2 separate regions of the Canis lupus genome follow, and region 2 is linked to region 1. Evidence: chromatin contacts called from public Hi-C data. All regions are on one chromosome and are shown on one strand. The core of a region is the stretch at or near the end of the contact, and the rest is flanking DNA. Distances in the headings are between cores, read along the strand shown. Region 1 overlaps LOC111098617. Region 2 has its middle 9.7 kb from the start of PDGFRA.

Region 1 (4,138 bases), core at 923-3,422:
CCAAATTCAAAGTCGATTTCTCCCTCAAGAAAGCTATGTTTCATATTAACAAGGCTCTGCTGGAAACCACTCAGGCTGTGAGCTGGGGTCTCTGTCACTACCCCAAAGTGGGAGGATTGTCCGTGTGTAAGCAAAATCCTGAAAGACTTGAAATTTTGCTTTCAAACATGAGGGGATAATTAAACTTGGTCTGAATGAACCAACCTGTGGAAAAGCCCAGACAGAGATCAAAATTCACAAGTTCCTGAAGTCCTTTGTTGTTTTGTTTCGTTCATGACTCGCTCAGAGGAATGCTCAGAATGGGTCCTACGTATGAGAAGCCCGTTCTTTTTTTTTTTTTTTTAAGATTTTATTTATTTGTTCATGAGAGACAGAGAGAGAGAGAGAGGCAGGGACAAGGCAGAGGGAGAAGCAGGCTCCATGTTTCATTGCAGTACAGCATCCCATTGTATTGGCATCCCAGAGTTTGCTTATCCATTTTTGTGTTGATGGACATTTGGGTTGCTTGCAGTTTTGAGGTATTATGAGAGAAGTGGCAGTTACCAGCCAGGGTATGGTTGGCAGTGCCATGGACCAAGTGGCATTCCCCCCAAATTCTCATGGTAAACCCCTAACCTCCCAAAGTGGCTGCATTTGGAGATAGAAGCTTTATAGAAGTAATTATGGTTAAATGATTTCATAAGGGCGGGGTCCTGACCCGATAGGACCATAGGACGTAAGAGGAGTGTCTGCTCCCTCTACAGATACGCACAAGGGTCTGTGAACACACAGCAAGAGGACAGCCATCTGCAAGCCAACTCACACACGCAGATGATATATAAGTAGGCTGGAGACTAGAAAGGGACAGAGAGACTTTTCACCCCAGGGTAATGGGAATACTCTGTATCTGGATCCGAGTAACAGCTGCATGGGTGGATACCTAGGGAAACAGATTTATCAAACTGTCCTTTTAAGATTTATACATTTTTGTGCATGTAAATTTGACTTAAATGGGAAAAAATAGGCCTTCTTCCCCTTCTTAATTGTCTGAGTCCATTCAGGCTGCTACACAGAATCACAGACTGGGTGGCTTATAAACTATAAAAAGCTCATTCTCACAGTTCTGGAGGCTGGAAGTCTGAGACCAGGCGCCAGGATGGTCCCGTGAGTGCCCTGTTCTGTCCTTGCAGCGTCCTCACACAGAGGAAGAGGTCAGGATCTCTCAGGAGCTTCTCCTATAAGGGCACTAATCCCATTCATAAGGGCTCCACCCTCCCTCTGACCTAAGTACCTCGCAAAGGCCCCACCTCCCAGTACCTCCCAGTCACCTTTGGGGGTTAGGATTTCAACACATGAATTTTGGAGGGACACAAACATTTAGACCATACCTGGTCTACCAAGGGAATCTGTGGTTCAAAAAGATAACCATACAGTCTTAACACCCTTGAGCGAGCCTGGTGTGTAGTGGGGAATGAACACATATCAGTCATTGCTCACATATTTATATACATTTTTGCACGTCAGAAACAACCCCGGGAATTTGGCTGGATTCAGACCCAAGCCCGGGTGACGTCAGGCCAGGCGCCCTTCCCTAACCACCCTAGATGTGCAAGTGAACTGGCTCGGCTAAGGGGGTGTGCACAAGGACACCCTGAGGGGTGGAGGTGGGGCGGTTCTCTGGGCACAGGGCCTGAGTCACCACCTCTGGGGGAGCAATCCTGCTGTGCTGCCCTGTAGGAAGGGAGCCGAAGACACTGGAAGGAGCCAGCAGCACGGAAGCCAAGGGCTCTGAGAGAGGAGCCAAACAAACAGCCGGGCAGCCTGGCCAAGAACAACAGGAAGCTCCCAGCCGCACCCCTGCTCCCTGTAGCCCGGCCTGCAGACCCAGGGTTATTTTCTCCAAAGGGCCTTCTGCACATGTTACATAAACAAAACCTCCATTGACTCCAGTTCTAGGCCTGGCCTAAAATAGCCCACAGGCTCCACCCTCCCTCACCAACTCCCCCACCCCAACACTCCAGCTTCTGGGTCACCCCTCATGGTCCCCAGGGTGGGTGAGCTGCTTGCTCGGTGACCACACCTGCGGACCTCACTCTCCTGTGTCCCCAGGACCTTTCCCCTCAGGGTTTACTCTCCCTGACAGGCCGGACACAAGGCGTTCCTCTACGACCTTTGAGGACCCCTGGGCCAAAGGACATGTCTCCTCTCACCAGTGAGGCAGGAAGCAGGGCCTGAGGGACAGCTGGGCTGGCCAAGCAGGAGACACGAGAGGGCCCGACGGGGGGTCTCTTTCTCTCCTCTTCTTGGTAGGATGGACTTGGAGTGAGATCCCGAGAGCAAACTTTCCAGGAAAGAGCACAAGCCTCCTCTGTCAGGGTTTCTTTTCGAGCTGGATTTGGTGATGGAACCACCCTGCTCCTAGCTCTTTCTGGGAGGCCCTGCGAGTTTCTTTGACCCCCATTTATAGCTCGTCTTCCTTCTGCAGAAAACCATTCCACTTGTGAACATCTGGAGACGTGCAGATCTCTGACACAGCACGGGGTCACCCTGCCTGGGCTCTACTCCTCCCACACAGGCCCCGGAAAACCTATGATAATCTCCCCCCAACCCCCCGCCCGGCCGCCTGCGCTCCCCCAGAATCTCAGCTCATAAAAATAACAAAAACAACATCTACAATTCAGAAAAACATTTATGTTAAAAGTTTACCATGTGCCTGATAGCCCGCTAAGCATTTTATGTTTTATTTTATCTAATCCCCATTGAGCAGTCCTATGAGCTAGATGCAATTATTATCTCCAGATTACTGAATAGTAAACTCTAGTTGAGAGCAGTTAGAGGACCTGTCAAGGATGCACCGAGGTGGAACACAGACCTCAGTCTGTTGGGCTGGTTTTCATGTCTTAGCCTCTGCATCACGTATCCCAGGGAAAAAATCAGTAGGTCTCATAGAACCTCTTTTTCCACAGCCTTCCTTCTTTCAAAGTCTAAGCTACTCTGCCTGTTACCAATGTAGTTAAACATAAGATACTGACCAATTAATTATCCAACCAGTATCTTCCGGGCACGATGCAATTTAAGTCTATACCAGGCCAACAACAACAAAAAAGTATGAATACGTAATAGGTGAATATTTAGCTCTTGTTTTATTAATAGTTATACTTCGGTCTCGAGAGAATCTTCTACTCCTCCAAGTTGGAGATCCTCAAACCAGGTCTCTAGAGAGAGTCTAGAAGGCCTGCAGCCTTGAGGACTTAGGGTAGGAAGCAGGGGGAGCATACGGAGAGCTGAGAGAGACCTCACAGGAGCCAAAGGAGAGGTCTGCACTCAGGCTGATTGGCTCGAGCCAGGCTGTGGAGATACCGTGGGGGTACTGATGGATCCTCAAAACACTGGCATTCTGAGGAATTTGGTTCAGAGCCAGTCGTGTTCACTCTGGTGGCCTCTGTGAGGCTGGTTCGTTCCATGGTAGCTCTAAGATAACCCCCAGGCCTGAGGCTGTCTTGTCCACGGACCAAGTCAAAGCCTTCATTTATTTCTAGAAAAAAAAAATCCCTAACTCTCTGGGTTCCCACAATTTTATTCTCTATTCGTTTGTTTTATCCAGCCATCCTGGGAACATTTCTTGAGCATCTACTACGTACAAGGCACAAGGGGTGTGGAGATGCATGGAGAAAGAATGCAATACCGTCTTGCATTTCAGAAGTTCAAGCTCTAATGCAGGAGATGAAAAGAAAACAATTGTGGTTCAGAATGATAAGGGGAGCCATAGATGTAACCGCAAGTTTGGAAGCCCTGGGGTGGGTTGGGGGGCTCCTGACCCCCTCGTGGGAGGTCCTGGCGATGTGCATGAGTGTGCCCGAGTGTGCCCAGGCTGCACCCTCAGAGGGAAGGAGGGAGGGTAGGGATTTACAGAGGCTTCCAGAGGAGGTTGTTGGGGACACACTCTTTCTCTTGCTGCTTCTTTCCCTGTGGAGACCTTCCCTAGACTACCACTCCTGGGCTCTGGCCAGCCCATTATTCATCTCCCAGGGGAGGACGGATGACTTAGCTGATGCTGAGTTCAGGAGAGGGAACCGTGGCAGTGTGACTCAGCCATTTCCTGGTGGGGACCCTTCCGTTCTGCTCCTCCGTGCCATAAACTTCATAGAAGCAGGCCTTT
Region 2 (4,138 bases), core at 664-3,163, 420 kb after region 1:
ACAAAACTTAAAAGATTCAACTCCACAGTCATAGACAAATTATTATTTTTTTTAAGATTGTCTTTCTTATTTATTTGAGAGCGAGAGCGTGCACACTCACACATGCATGAGCAGGGGTTGGGGCAGGGGCAGAGGCAGAGGGAGAAGCAGACTCCCAGCTGAGCAGGGAGCCAGATGTCCTGGGCTCTATTCCAGGACCCTGAGATTATGACCCGAGCTGAAGGCAGACGCTTAACAGGCTGAGCCACCCAGGCGCCTCAGACAAATCATTTTTTAAGTGTGGAGAATAAACATATAATGTGAAATTTTTACCTGCAATAATAAAGTAGTTCAGTAGGCTAGGTATTAGGTTACACCACATGAATTGCTGATGCTTACCCTGCTTGAGACCTACAGCAACAGCAGTTGCATGTGCCAGAGTTGTCAAGGGGACTCCAGATTCCGTCACTGGAAAATTCAGATGGCTCATGCGGATCTTGGACAGAATTTATATATAAGTTATTCTTCACCTTTTGCATGGCTGACAGTCTGGTGTGTCTCTGATTATCACAAGTTATACTGAAACGTGTCTTAAGTAGGCTTTTGTGTGTTTTTACAAATAAAACCACGCAATCGCACCCTTATTTAGCAGAAAATGGGATTGCAGTAGAGAATTAAATGCAGAGACTGGAAGTCATCATAATCTTGCCTGAATCCGACTAAAATGGAAAGAAGTGTTGGATCTCAATTATCAAAATTCTTCTGAAAGATGTAAGCTGTGTCAGTCGAGTGTTATCTGTATCTGTCGTAACACGACCTAGCCATAAAAGCATGCGTGTTTTAGTTGGATAAATCGCTCTGGCTCAATCGGCGTTACTGTTCCCCAGTGGAATAACACGGCTAACCAACAGGAATAATATCAGGTTGTTCACAGGGCTGCTATAGAAAACCATTTGATAAGAAATATTTTCCATGATGCCTGCCCGTTTTGGAGGGGGGATTTCCATAGGAGAATCTGAGAAAATTCAATCTGGTAGCTCCACAGTGCAGGCCCGGCTGTCAAAATACTGGTTTTATGGTAATGAATGCCAAGTGTGCCGTGGTATTCCTTGCCAACAGGTAAAATTTATGTTGTAATGTTTGAGAATTCCAATGATCAATGCAGACTAAACGTTAGGATGCCCTGTTATTTGCTATGGGAGCCAATTCTAGGCATTTTTTTTTTTTTAGAGATTTTATTTGTTTATTCATGAGAGACACAGGGTAGGGGGGCAGAGACACAGGCAGAGGGAGAAGCAGGCTCCATGCAGGGAGCCTGACGTGGGACTCGATCCTGGGTCTCCAGGATCACACCTGGGGTCAAAGGCAGGTGCTAAACCGCTGAGCCATCCAGGGAATCCCCAATTCTAGGCATTTTGATGTGAGTTGAATTTCAGTTCAGGTCCTGAGCGATCTCTGTGAAGTCCCTGCCTGGGGGCCTTGAAAACTTCTCTAGAGTAGCCCACAGAGGCAAGGGCTATCGCCCCTGATGCTGGTGGACAGCATGACCTCCTCTGTCTCCACTCTGGCCTCTGCGCCTTTGCTTAAACCCTTCCCTCTGCAAGGACCCCATCTCTCCCCTTTCTACCGTGGGTAGTCTACTCATCATGCTCAGGTCTTAGCTCAGACACTGCCCCCACAAAGTGCTCCCCAACCTGTGAGGTTGGATAAAACGCCCTGATCCTGTGCTTTCAGGGCTTTATGTTTCTGCCTCTACGTTCTCACCTATCACCAGACTTTTCTTGTGGACATGACCCAGCACAGAGCCTGACGTCTGGTGGGGGGTTGGCAACTGGCTGTATCTCCTTAGTGGTTTAGTTTTAATTGCATCATGCACCCTCCTCCCCTCCCCCTTGCCCTGACACACAAACCTGAGTGCTGTGAGGATGTCTCCAGGCAGGGTCAGACATTCAAGGCGAAGCTCAAGCCTACCCAGGGCTGCACTGGAACTGAACCCGTTTCTAGGGGTGCAACGGGAGTCTTAGGAAAGGGAGAGACCCTGACTTGGTTCCTCTCCAAGAACAGTTGGGCTTCTTTTTACACACAAATGTTGACTTGCTGAGTGGACTTAGATCCTGAGCTGGCCTCTTGCGTCCTCTAGTGGTTCAAAGTCACAGCCCGGCACAGGGAGAACTCCAGGACAGCTCAGAGGTTTTTATTCTTTCTTTAATCCGAGTTAACCATTTATTTAGACATCTCCCAGGCAGTGAAGTCATTTCATAAATACACTTGGGGAGCAACACAATAATTAACCACATTCACACACAATGAGGAACTTGGGATATCTTGTGGAATCCTTGAAGGGCCCTGAGTTCTTTATTTTGTAGTGCAAACTCTTAATCGGCTTTCTGGGCCCAGTGGATAACTGACAACGTGCTTTAATCAAAGGCAATCGTTCTGTCATTGTCGGCCTGTGAAACATTAGCTCGGGGAGCTGGATGACAGCACGCCTTCCTCTTATCTCCCTGAGACTGCTCCACCCCAAGGACCAGATCTGGTGTTGTCTTGGTTATATTCAAATTTTATGATAGGCAATCTCAAGGGAACCCAAGTGTCTCCTTCGAACAAGGACAATCCCTTAGATGAGCGTGTTCGATCATTCTGTGGTTCAATATCAGAACGTTACTGTTCCTTGGGGGGCACTAGAAACTGTCATTTCCAGAAACAGGAGGGTACGCTTTGCTATCTTTGCAACTGCCCCAAACCCATACTTCTTGCGGGACCTAACTTTTTGAATGTCTTAAAATATAAAAGCCGAATGGGGGCGTGTGGGTGACTCAGTTAGGCGTCTGCCTTCGGCTCAGGTCATGTTCCCAGGGTCCTGGGATCGAGCCCCACATTGGGCTCCCTGCACAGCAGGGAGTCTGCTTCTCCCTCTCCCTCTGCTTGTGCTCTCTCTCTCTTTTTCTGTCAAATAAATAAAATCTCTTTAAAATGTAGCAGAATATAGCTACTTTCCTCAGAATTGCTCACAGCTTTAAATATCACCTCCTCAGAGGACTATTCCTTGAGGATTTGGAGCAGCTCTGGCTTCCTGTGATAGCCTCCCGCATCACTGGATGATGGAGGAGCACTTGTCACATGTGCCATTTAACCAGGGCCTGGGTTTGCTTTCCTTTGGTCTCCCCCTGCCCCCCGAAGCTGAGGCCCATAGTGCAGAGGTCTTGTTTGTTCCTCTATGACAGCATCCCTGAGTCTAGCACAATGCCTGGCACAGGGGGTGTCAGATAAACACTTGTCAACTGACCAACAGAATCCAGAGAGGTAAAAGCTAAGGGGAGGCTGATTTTGCTCCTTAGTTTAGGTCAATGAGGACCCCCTTCACTCGAATTCTGAGCGGAAAGAATTTATGCTGCAAGACTCAGTGATAGCTGAGTTGCGGGGTTGAGGTCAGCCCCCAGATGCCACATCTGCAGCTGCAGATGGAAGGCAGGGAGAGGAGAGACCTCCTGAAGCTTGCTTCAATGGGCCGGCAGAGGGGCCAGGTGGTAGTTGCCCTAACCTCCCTGCATGTTTACTTTCAGGAAGCTTCTATTACCTGGAAATATGGGCATAAAGTTCAGATTTCTGAAAGCGTATCTGTAGAGTCCTAAAAATCAAACAGGAATGGAAATATGTTGAGGACCTGGAGGCAGCAAAGAGAGAGGGCCAGAAGTGTGCAGACTGTGAGACTATCCTGAAGGGTAAGAGCAAGAATGTAATGAAAAATGAAAATAGGAGACCAGGAGAAAGGATGGGGGAAAGGGAGCTAATTCATACCCTGTCTCTTTGAGAGTCTCCTTTTCATTACTGACTATGCAGAGACAAATAAAGTTGAATAAGCACCATGCCTGAATTGAACGTTGTAGCACGCACACACACACACACACACACATTTGTGCTCAGATTCCCCCCCTTTTTAAAAAGATTTTATTTATTTTTGAAAGAGAGCGCATGAGCAGAGGGAAGGGGAAGGCAAGGGGTAGGGGGAGGAGCAGACTCCCTGCTGAGCAAGGAGCCCCATGTAGGACTCAATCCCAGGACCCTGAGATCATGACCTGAGCCAAAGGCAGGTGCTTAACCGGCTGAGCCACCCAGGCGCCCAGGAATACTGTCCATGTGAGCAGGGCAGCAGGGAGAC

What was found. A called contact is a pair of places that touch in the nucleus more often than the background predicts.
Region 2: a Hi-C map of amygdala shows a contact between it and region 1, with 8 times the contacts expected there. The contact joins two enhancer-like sites. A contact is called at or near these places in 2 of 9 Hi-C or Micro-C datasets (amygdala and skin fibroblasts).

What each region holds. Positions count from the first base shown.
Region 1 is chr13:46,991,074-46,995,211 of UU_Cfam_GSD_1.0, forward strand. LOC111098617 reads left to right here. Exons shown (of 4, transcript XM_038556126.1): 2 at 3,584-3,750; 3 at 4,009-4,138. The coding sequence starts at 3,694. Among named protein-coding and RNA genes, the nearest start is that of LNX1, 46 kb to the left of the region's middle. Within about 2 kb of position 2,173, at least 8 of the 20 cell types and tissues checked have an H3K27ac peak or open chromatin away from gene starts, as enhancers often do.
Region 2 is chr13:47,406,443-47,410,580 of UU_Cfam_GSD_1.0, forward strand. No RefSeq gene overlaps it. Among named protein-coding and RNA genes, the nearest start is that of PDGFRA, 9.7 kb to the right of the region's middle. Within about 2 kb of position 1,914, at least 2 of the 20 cell types and tissues checked have an H3K27ac peak or open chromatin away from gene starts, as enhancers often do.